Linked DNA regions of Sus scrofa: region 1 is linked to region 2. A link is a contact called in public Hi-C data. All regions are on one chromosome and are shown on one strand. Each heading gives the region's core, a stretch centred on a gene start, on an enhancer-like site or on the middle of the called end of the contact. The rest is flanking DNA. Distances are from core to core; before and after follow the strand shown. Region 1 holds the start of IRF2BP2 (interferon regulatory factor 2-binding protein 2). Region 2 holds the start of GGPS1 (geranylgeranyl pyrophosphate synthase).

Evidence for each region. Hi-C and Micro-C count contacts between places; a contact is called where the count stands out from the background.
Region 1: a contact with region 2 is called in a Hi-C map of liver, with 3 times the contacts expected there. The contact joins the promoter of IRF2BP2 here to the promoter of GGPS1 in region 2. A contact is called at or near these places in 1 of 5 promoter capture datasets (liver), 5 of 47 Hi-C or Micro-C datasets (embryonic fibroblasts, heart right ventricle, liver and 1 more) and 2 of 2 datasets of contacts at active chromatin or transcription factors (alveolar macrophages and skeletal muscle).

What each region holds. Positions count from the first base shown.
Region 1 is chr14:56,544,329-56,549,154 of Sscrofa11.1, forward strand. It overlaps IRF2BP2 (interferon regulatory factor 2-binding protein 2), which reads left to right and starts at 1,464. Exons shown (of 2, transcript XM_021074288.1): 1 at 1,464-2,558; 2 at 3,196-4,826. The coding sequence starts at 1,556. The coding sequence ends at 3,911. LOC110256820 reads right to left here and starts at 1,557. Exons shown (of 2, transcript XM_021073692.1): 1 at 1,152-1,557; 2 at 684-1,090. The coding sequence starts at 1,557. The coding sequence ends at 684.
Region 2 is chr14:55,922,510-55,927,426 of Sscrofa11.1, forward strand. GGPS1 (geranylgeranyl pyrophosphate synthase) reads right to left here and starts at 1,528. Exons shown (of 4, transcript XM_003483472.4): 1 at 1,271-1,528. It overlaps ARID4B (AT-rich interactive domain-containing protein 4B), which reads left to right and starts at 1,824. Exons shown (of 25, transcript XR_002338970.1): 1 at 1,824-2,274; 2 at 3,101-3,155.

The DNA.
Region 1 (4,826 bases), core at 214-2,713, 620 kb after region 2:
CACCTGGAGTCCAAGTTTGGCTCCGAGAGGCGGGGTCTGGAGCAGAGTCGCGGCGGGGGCGGAGCCTGCGCGGTGACGCGGCCGCGTTGGCCGCTGACCCCGGATCCCTGGAATGTGCATTCGTTCAATGGGGCCGCCAGTGCCAGCGGCGCCGAGTCACGTCCGCGCGGAGCGTGCGCACTCGGTGGCGGCGCACGCGGCCCCGCGCCCACGTCACGCGCCCGCCGCGCGGGCCTGCAGCAGGCGACCGGGATCCCCGCGTGGCCCGGCGGGCTGCGGACTGGGGAAGAGGGGGATCGGAACCTCCTCGGGCAGCGTACCCGCTCGCTCCCGGAAGGGCTCCGTAGAAGGGCGGGTGGACGCGGCCCTAGGCTTGGGCGCGCACCCTCCTGTTGTAAAAGTTTAGGGGACCGGCGGCGCGTGTGTCCTTCCCAAGACATGCGGGTGTAAAAGCACTCACCGAGGAGTTCAAATAAAGCTCCTTACAAAACTGTGAACAGCACTTGACTGAAAATCCCCATCCTCAAGATGCTACTAACAGAACCAGGTTACAGAGTGGCCTGGCTTTTCAAAACATGAGTTCTAGCACGGTTTGGCTCAAACAGCCCTAGACGAGAAGGAACTGCCTGAGCAGTCGAGGGAGCCGAGCGGGTGGAGGAAAGCAAGCCACACCAGCGACGGCTTCACGTCGGGGACACGAGCCGCGGCGCAGGCGGGTGGTGCTGACCCGCGGGCGGGCGCCGCGGAGCCGGCTCTCCCGGCAGCGCTCGTTCTCTGGCGGGGGGAGGGGGAGGGAGCGGGGGAGGGCGGGCGCGCGCGCGCGAGGGGAGGGGGCCCGCGCAGGCGCCTTGCGAGGCTGTCGAAGAATCAAGTCTGTAGAAGTGGAGCGGCCGCGGCGGCAGCAGCAGCAGCGACGGCGGCGGCGGAGCTGAGGCGGGCTGGGCGCTGAGGCGGGCGCTGGAGAGCGGCGACGCCAGGAGCTGTGAGAGAGCAGCGGAGCGACCCGGGCCCGTGCCGCGCCCGAGCTCCACGCCGCACGGCCGCCGCCGCCGCCGCCCCGGCGCGGCATGCCCCGCCGCTCGGGCTGAGCCTGCCCCGGCGGCCGCCCCCCGCCCCCCGCCCCCCCGGCCTCCCCGCCCCCCGCCCCGCACTCCGCGCCGGCCGCCGCCGCGACCTGCTGCGCTCCCCCGCGCCCGCGCGGCCCGTCTTCGCCCCGGTCTGGAGGCCCGCCGCGGCCCCGGCCGAGCCCCCGCCGCCGCCGCCGCCGCCGCGCCCGCCGCGCCGCGCCGCCCCGCCGCCCACCCGCGCCCGCGCCGGCCGGGGGGACGTGCTGCCGCGGCTGCAACCCCTCGCCCCGCGCCCGCCGCCCCTCGTGCACCGGGGGCGCTGCGCGGGCGCCGATCCTTCGCGGGCTTTGCCGCCGCCGCCGCCTTTGCGGCCGCCGCCGCCGCTGGTGGGGGAGACGCGGGGTTGGGGGGGGAGGAGGGCGCGCGTGGTGCCGGCGGGGAGCGGCGGCGCCCCCTCCTCCTCCTCCGGCGCCGCGGGCTCCTCGGACATGGCCGCGGCGGTGGCGGTGGCGGCCGCGTCCCGGCGGCAGTCGTGCTACCTGTGTGACCTGCCCCGCATGCCCTGGGCCATGATCTGGGACTTCACGGAGCCCGTGTGCCGCGGCTGCGTCAACTACGAGGGCGCCGACCGCGTCGAGTTCGTCATCGAGACGGCGCGGCAGCTCAAGCGGGCGCACGGCTGCTTCCCGGAGGGCCGCTCCCCGCCCGGCGCCGCGGCTCCGGCCGCCGCTAAGCCGCCGCCGCTCTCCGCCAAGGACCTTCTCCTGCAGCAGCAGCAGCAGCTCGGCCACGGCGGCCCCGAGGCCACCGCGCGCGCCCCGCAGGCCCTGGAGCGCTACCCTCTGGCAGCCGCCGCAGCCGAGCGGCCCCCGCGCCTCGGCTCCGATTTCAGCGGTAGCCGCCCGGCGGCCGGTCTGGCCCAGCCGCCAACGCCGCAGCCGCCGCCCGTGAACGGCATCCTGGTGCCCAACGGCTTCTCCAAGCTGGAGGAGCCGCCGGAGCTGAACCGCCAGAGCCCTAACCCGCGGCGCGGCCACGCCGTGCCTCCCACCCTGGTGCCGCTCATGAACGGCTCGACCACGCCGCTGCCCGCCGCTCTTGGCCTGGGCGGTCGCGCCGCCGCCTCACTGGCCGCCGTGTCCGGGGCCGCGGCTGCCGGGCTGGGCTCGGCGCAGCCGGCCGAACTGGGCGCCCACAAGCGGCCGGCGTCCGTGACGAGCAGCGCGTCGGCGGAGCACGAGCAGCGCGAGGCGGCAGCCAAGGAGAAGCAGCCGCCGCCGACCTCGCACCGCGGCCCGGCAGACAGCTTGACCACCGCGGCCGGGGCGGCCGAGCTGGGCACGGAGGGCGCGGGCAAGGGCCGCGGGCCCGGCGATCAGGACTGGGTCAACAGGCCCAAGACGGTTCGAGACACGCTGCTGGCGCTGCACCAGCACGGCCACTCGGGGCCCTTCGAGAGCAAGTTTAAGAAGGAGCCGGCCCTGACTGCAGGCAGGTTGTTGGGTTTCGAGGCCAACGGGGCCAACGGGTCTAAAGCAGGTAGGGGCGGCTGTGGAGTGAGGTGATCTCGGGGCGAAGAGGGGACGGAGAGCAGAGGAGGGGGTGCCCTTCCCATTCACCATTTCTCCCCCGGCCGGCCCAGAAACAACAAACACCCAACTTCCTGATTTGCCCGAGGCGGAACCAGTGCTTAGTGGCAACGTGTTCCTGTGCTGAAGTAGCACAACAGAGATGAGTCAGACCGGGCTGATAGGCACTGACACCGGGTTTTCCTTTCCCAGCACATTCTTGGAGGAGAGCAGGAGAGCACCAGTCACCTTTTAACCTGCTGGGGGACGTTAGCAGTCGTATGCCCGGTTTAGCCGGGCTACATGCTTGCGTGTGTCAGAATAGGCCGTTGTGTAGGAATCGTTTTCTGTGGCTTTTGTGTTTTTGAGTGGCATACTGCCTCAGCCCTGTAAGTTAAGTGTTTTAAGTTACACGTGCTCTTGAAAGCTCACGTGAGTTTTTATCTACCAGCTTTCAGAGAATAAAAATGCTTTAGCGAATTTTGTTTCATGTTAGTAAAAGGCCTTTCCGGTGCACCTTTATTTATTTTCTCTTTTCCCTTTTATTTCTCTTTTTCCAGTTGCAAGAACTGCAAGGAAAAGGAAGCCTTCACCAGAACCAGAAGGTGAAGTCGGGCCCCCTAAGATCAATGGAGAGGCACAGCCCTGGCTGTCCACATCCACTGAAGGGCTCAAGATCCCCATTACGCCTACATCCTCTTTTGTGTCTCCACCACCACCCACTGCCTCACCTCATTCCAACCGGACCACACCGCCTGAAGCGGCCCAGAACGGCCAGTCCCCCATGGCAGCCCTGATCTTAGTTGCAGACAATGCTGGAGGCAGTCATGCCTCTAAAGATGCCAATCAGGTGCACTCCACCACGAGGAGGAACAGCAGCAGTCCACCGTCTCCGTCCTCTATGAACCAAAGAAGGCTGGGCCCCAGAGAGGTAGGGGGCCAGGGGGCAGGCAGCACAGGAGGACTGGAGCCAGTGCACCCCGCCAGCCTCCCGGACTCCTCTCTGGCAGCCAGTGCCCCGCTGTGCTGCACCCTCTGCCACGAGCGGCTGGAGGACACCCACTTTGTGCAGTGCCCGTCCGTTCCTTCGCACAAGTTCTGCTTCCCTTGCTCCAGACAAAGCATCAAACAGCAGGGAGCTAGTGGAGAGGTCTATTGTCCCAGTGGGGAAAAATGCCCTCTTGTGGGCTCCAATGTCCCCTGGGCCTTCATGCAAGGGGAAATTGCAACCATCCTTGCTGGAGATGTGAAAGTGAAAAAAGAGAGAGACTCTTGACTTTCCGGTTTGAGAAAAACCCAATGATTACCCTTAACTAAAACTGCTTGAATTGTATATATCTCCATATATATAAATATATATATATATATACACACATATATATATATATATCCAAGACAAGGGAAATGTAGACTTCATAAACATGGCTGTATAATTTTGATTTTTTTTGAATACATTGTGTTTCTATTTTTTTTTTGACGACAAAAGGTATGTACTTATAAAGGCATTTTCTTCTTTTGTTAACGTTATTAGCATATCTTTGTGCTTTATCCTGGTTACCTTTCAATGTAGGCTGTGACTTGCGCTGCTTTTTTAGGGCACTTGGCAAATCAGAACTGCTTCTAGCTGTATTTGTATGCACTTATTTTAAAAAGAAAAAAAAAAGCCAAATACATTTTCTGACATTGTAAGATTGCCTTACCGTCTGTTATTCCTTATTGCTGGCCCCTTTCTCAGGCTGGAGGCCAATTGGTGGAGAAGGAAAGGAAATGAGCGGAAGGGGTACTGTTGTGAAGTGGACATGCCACTGGGAAATGTCACCATGTTTCCCCTCAAACATTCTCCTAAGAGTAATAGGACATGGATTTCGAATCTTTCTCGATTTTGTTCTTAAAGTTCAGTTGTTGGGCTGTTGAGGACTGCCTGAGAGTTGCTGCTGAGAGATTTTCAGGACTGTGTGGTTTTGGGGGGACTTTTTTTTTTAAGGCAAAGTTGACCACTGTTCACTGCCCACGTGATCAGTTGTAAGATTACAATGCTGCATGCTAGTTGGTTACATAATACACAATCCAGTGACTCAAGGCAGTGATAATGACTGGTGGTGTGTACAAGATGGCACTGCCATCTTTGAACAGAGCCTGGCTCTGCAGCGCCACTTGATCTTTTGAAACACCCTGGAGCTCTGTCTGTTGT
Region 2 (4,917 bases), core at 278-2,777:
AATTTATCGCACCTAGAAATTTCAGCCATCACACACTAGACCTGAATGGAAAGAGGCATTAGGGTGCTACTAATTTGCTTGTGGAGTGAAAAGCAACCCACAGAATGCCTCGGTGAGAGTCTGAACCTACTCATTTTCAAAAGTGGGAAACTGCCCTAAATTTGTTCAAACAATGGTTGTTGAATATTAATACAAGCCACAGTCTCTCCTCCCTTTGGACTACTAGAGCAGTAACTTAGTGTTTGGGCTTCCTGTACTCGCTCCTACTCTTCAGCCAGAGATCTTTTCAAAATTCAAATGCGGTCCTATCTCCCTTCTGATTGAGAACTCTTCCAGTTAGCAGACTGCTCAATAAAGTCTCCATGAAAGCTTATCAAGTTCGGAGAGTCAATCCCCTGCCCACACCCCAGCCTCAGTTTCTCATACTTTAAAAAGCTCCCTTGTGGCACAAGCCTTTCCAACACGATATTCTTTCGATCTGGAATGTTCCTTAATTAACTCTTACTAACCCTTCCGCTCTCGGCTGGATCCTCACATGCTCGGGAATGCTTTCAACTCCCTAAGGCAATTTCCCAATTTCCAATTCTCCTATCACCATGAAACTCTTCTATGCACCACTTACAGCACCTGACGCAATTTTACACTCGTGTGTGTTCAATTTAATATCTGCCTGTCTCACTGGGCTCTGGTTTACGAAGCAGGGGCCGTACAAGTTTCTTCCACACGGTAGGCGCTCAAATATGTGAAGGACAACGGAAAGTGCCTTCTAACGCGTTAGAGGATGAAGTCAGGGCACACATTTGCATGCACAAGTGGAAATATCATGCAATTTTTTAAAAGGGAAGAGTCTGGTTTCTAAAGAGCTAAAGGAACACGCAAATACAAACGTAGCTGTGAAGCGCAGAGTGAGCCCTTCCACTCAAACTCCGGGAGATGTGGGTGGGTCTGAAAAAAACTACCGGAGAGATACAGGGAGGGAATTTAATTAACTCCGGGGCAGATTTTCAACAGAGACTTGGAAGAAGGGCTTCAAATGTCGGCTCTGCTTTCTCTCGGCTCTGAGGCCCCCTTCCGCCCCGCTCGGTCCGCTACCGCTCCTCCCCTCCTCCAGCGAGAGGATGGAAAATTCATACACAAGCCGGTTCAGCATCCGGGTCCTCACCCTCTTTTCTTTCTTTCCTCTCGGCTCCGCCTCCCAGACTCCCCAACCCTCCTCCCCAACCCTCCTCCCCATCCGGGTTCCCCCCCAGCCGCCGGCACAGCCACTCACGGTTCGAGGATGATATCACAACTTTCACGCCGCGGGCCCAGGAGTAGCAGTATCCTGTATCAACTTCCCACCTTATAGTTCAGGACAAGGCTCCTCCTGAGGCTTCCATGAATCCCTCCCTCTATTTCACCAAAGAACTCTCCGCCCTCCTCAGCCACCAGCGACGCCGCATTACTCGGTGCAAGAAAATGCGCCATCCCGGTCACACTGCGCAGGCGTCGTTGCCACCTCCCCTTTGCTTTGTCGCTCCGCCCCCTTTCCCTCCCCCCTCCCGTCTCACGTAGCCGCGGGGCTTTGCGGATCTTGCAGTTCTCACCGGCAAGGCCTAGCGCGTTGGCCCAGAGGCTGAACTACATTTCCCGGGGAGCTTTGAGGCGTAACTTTCTGTTTCCATAGAACTGGTGGGAAAATGGCGTCGTTGTTTGTATCCCAGGGACCAATAGGAACAGGGCATAGGGGGGTTCTAAAGAAGTCTAACCAATCCGAGGTCGTCTAAGAGGCCATCCGGGAAAGAGGTAGGGGAGGGGAAAGAAAGTCTAGGGGAGGGGAGAAAGGAGGGAAGGGGGGGACTTGGGGTGGGGGGGGGAAGCGATGTTTGCCCGTCAGTCGAGTCCGGAGTGAGGAGCTCGGGCGCCGGAGCGGAGGGAGACTCTTGAGCTTAAGCTTGCCGCCGCCACGGCCACCGCCTGGACCTTTGCCCGGAGGGAGCCGCAGAGGGTCTGTCGCCGCCGTCCTCTGGAGGGCAGCGCAACTGGGGGCCCGGACCTCCAGTCCGGGAGGGATTTTTCGTCGTCCCCCCTCCCCCCAGCGAGGGAGCCCGAGCGGCCGCCAAACAAAGGTACCAGTCGCCGCCGCGGGAGGAGGAGGAGCCGGAGCTTCAGCCTCAGCAACCGCTGGACCCGCCGCCCTTCTTCCCCCATCTCTCCCCCGGGCCTGCTGGTTTTGGGGGGGAGCAGGGAAGGGGACTCTGGACGTGCCAGGGTCAGAGCTCGCCTCCGAGGAAGGTAGGGACGTTTTCTGAGGCTTTGGCGGTCCTATTAAGGGGGTCTTTTGGGGAGTCACTGGGCCCAATCGAGGAGAAGACAAGATCGCTGTGGTGGGCTCCCCAGGCGCCCGAATTCGGGGCCTCGGCCTCCTGAGAGCTCCCACCCGTCCCTGCAGTTGCCGAGTCGAGTCGCTCCCCAGCCTGGCGGCCGCACACTCAGCGCTTTCACGTCTCCCAGCCGCGGTGGGGGGCCCGGGCCGGGTGGGGGGGGGGGCTGCCGCCTCTTGGTCCCTCGGCGCTCTCGCCGTGCCCGCGGCAGGCGGACGTGGATCCCGCTCCCACTTGTCGGGGTGTCCGCCTCGGAGCGGGACGGGGGCTGAGGCTGTACAGGATCGGTCCCGCCCGCGGCCCGCCGGGCCCTCCGCGGCCCCCGCCGAGCCCCTTGAGGCTCGGCTGGCTCCGGCTCGGACGAGGGGTGTGCGGCCCTTCGGAGGGGGGCCGGCCGGGCCCGGCGCGGAGGCCGGAGGGGAGGAGGACGGCCGGCCCCGCGCCGGACCCCGGGCTTGTTGTGAGTTTCTTCTCTGACAGAAATGGCGTCATTGTCGGAGACGGGAAACTCCGTCGGGTCCCGACAATGGGGACGGGAAGCTGTCGAACTGTAAAGGTGGCCGGGTTTGCCGGGATGGCAAAGCCAGCGGGAACCCCGGTTCGGCTATTCGCGGTTCGGGGACTGACGCCTCTTTCGGCTCTTTTTCGGGGTGCGGGCTTCGCTCGGTTCCCTCCGCCTCCGCCAGTGCAGGGGGGTGCCCATGGTGCTGACTGGGTGTCTTTTGTTTCTTCTCCAGGTGTAGGTGAATCTGGTGTTTTCGAGGGGATCGCGGCCCCAGAGTCATCATGAAGGTAAGGTTGCCTCCGGAAAACGAACCTCAGGGGTTAGAGAATTCAGGAAGTGGGGGGCTTGGTCGAGGTCGTATGTGGGGCCTCAGAGTCCTGCCGAGGAAGGTGTGTGTGTGTGGCGGCTGGGGGCCCCAAGCTGTCCCCGGAGACGGTGGGAGTCAGCTGGTGGGGATATCTGTGGGCTTTGCTGTGGAGTTGGAGCTAGTTATATAGGCTGTCTCACCGAGGATGATTTTTCGCATATAGAACGTCTCTTTGGCAGGGAATCGTAGGAATAACTGCATGCATTTAAGTGTTTTTTAAAAGCAGGTCAAGTAATCTGACTCTAGAAACTGAACTGTTCTATCGGTTACACTGATGAAAGAACGTCTAATTTATTGTGTGAACAGTACCATGAATTTTTAGGAGACGTTTTTGATTGGGGAAATCAAATATAATCTTAATCGAAAGGTTTTTAATGAGAATTTTGGTGACCTTTACACAACTCGGAGAGAGCTTTTGTTTCTTCTGTTTCCAGAGATTTAGGATTATCTGGTTTATTTTCCTTTACTGATGCATTTGGTCTGTAAGTGATCAGATGCTGTATGATGCATTGTGAAAGAACCGATGGCCAGGTTCCTCTTCAATATAAACATGTTAATTAAATGGTGGATATTGTCTAAAAAGTACGATTTGCTTGAATGGTGGGAGAAATTACAGTAATAAAAGTACAGGTTGTTTTTTCAATTTAGAGAATGTGTAATTGAATGCTGTCGTGTTTTTTACCACATTCTAGGATGAAAAGCCTTAGATAGCCGAAATGTCTAGGTTCAACTAGTGGAACGTAGAGACCGGCAGATATTTTTCATCCATTACAAATTCAGAAGTGCTTGAAAAGGGTAGAGTGTGTTCACAAGGATAGAAATGCAACAGCTAGTAAGTTAAAATGTAAATGTCATCTACTTTTGACAGTTCCTTTGAACTGTTTTTTAAAAAATTTATTCTTTTCAGCATCAGGACTGCTTTTATAATACTGTGTCCAAATTAAGATCGTAATACTTGTGTTTGTGGTAGAAAGTGAAAGCTGTGGCTACTTAAATATTTATCAGCTGTACAGAGTAATTAGGTTTAGTCCAGGGTTTGGGGTTTTTTTTTGTTGTTTTTTTTTTTTTTTTTTGGTAGTTTTTTTTTTTTTTTTCTTGAGTTTGGGGTCCTATAAACTCCTATCTGAAGCAGTTTATATCTGCTGAATTACTGTTTCCCCTTCATGTAAATGAAAAAATAATCAGTCACATTTCAGAAATGAATCTCTTTTGTTAATCACAAATGCTAGTTACATGTGAAATGGTGACAAGTAAATGTATTAAGATAGACTGCGTATCTTCTTTGTTGGATGACAGTTTCTTAAGAAGAGTGTTGGGTTGAATAATATATAGTAAGTTCAGAGGCTGAATAATAAAGGGTTTAGTTGGGGGTAAATATTGTAATCTGTCTCAATTCCCAGTGTAGTGCCTGGCATATCTTGGGTACTCTGTTAATATTTGGTTAAAAGAAATGTAGTAAGTTGAAGGTCTTTTAGATTTTCTTTCTGTTTCTTTCTTCCTTTTGTTATTTTTTTCCAACTTATCTGTTTACAAAAATGAAAGTACACAGGAAACTTCAGCCTTGAAAGTTTCATAGTATTTGATATCATTTTAGCACTAATTTTAAGGGCTCAGCATTTCCATTATTACTTTCTTTCAAGAAAGTTACCAGTAATGTTAAAAGGAAAGAATTATTAAAATAA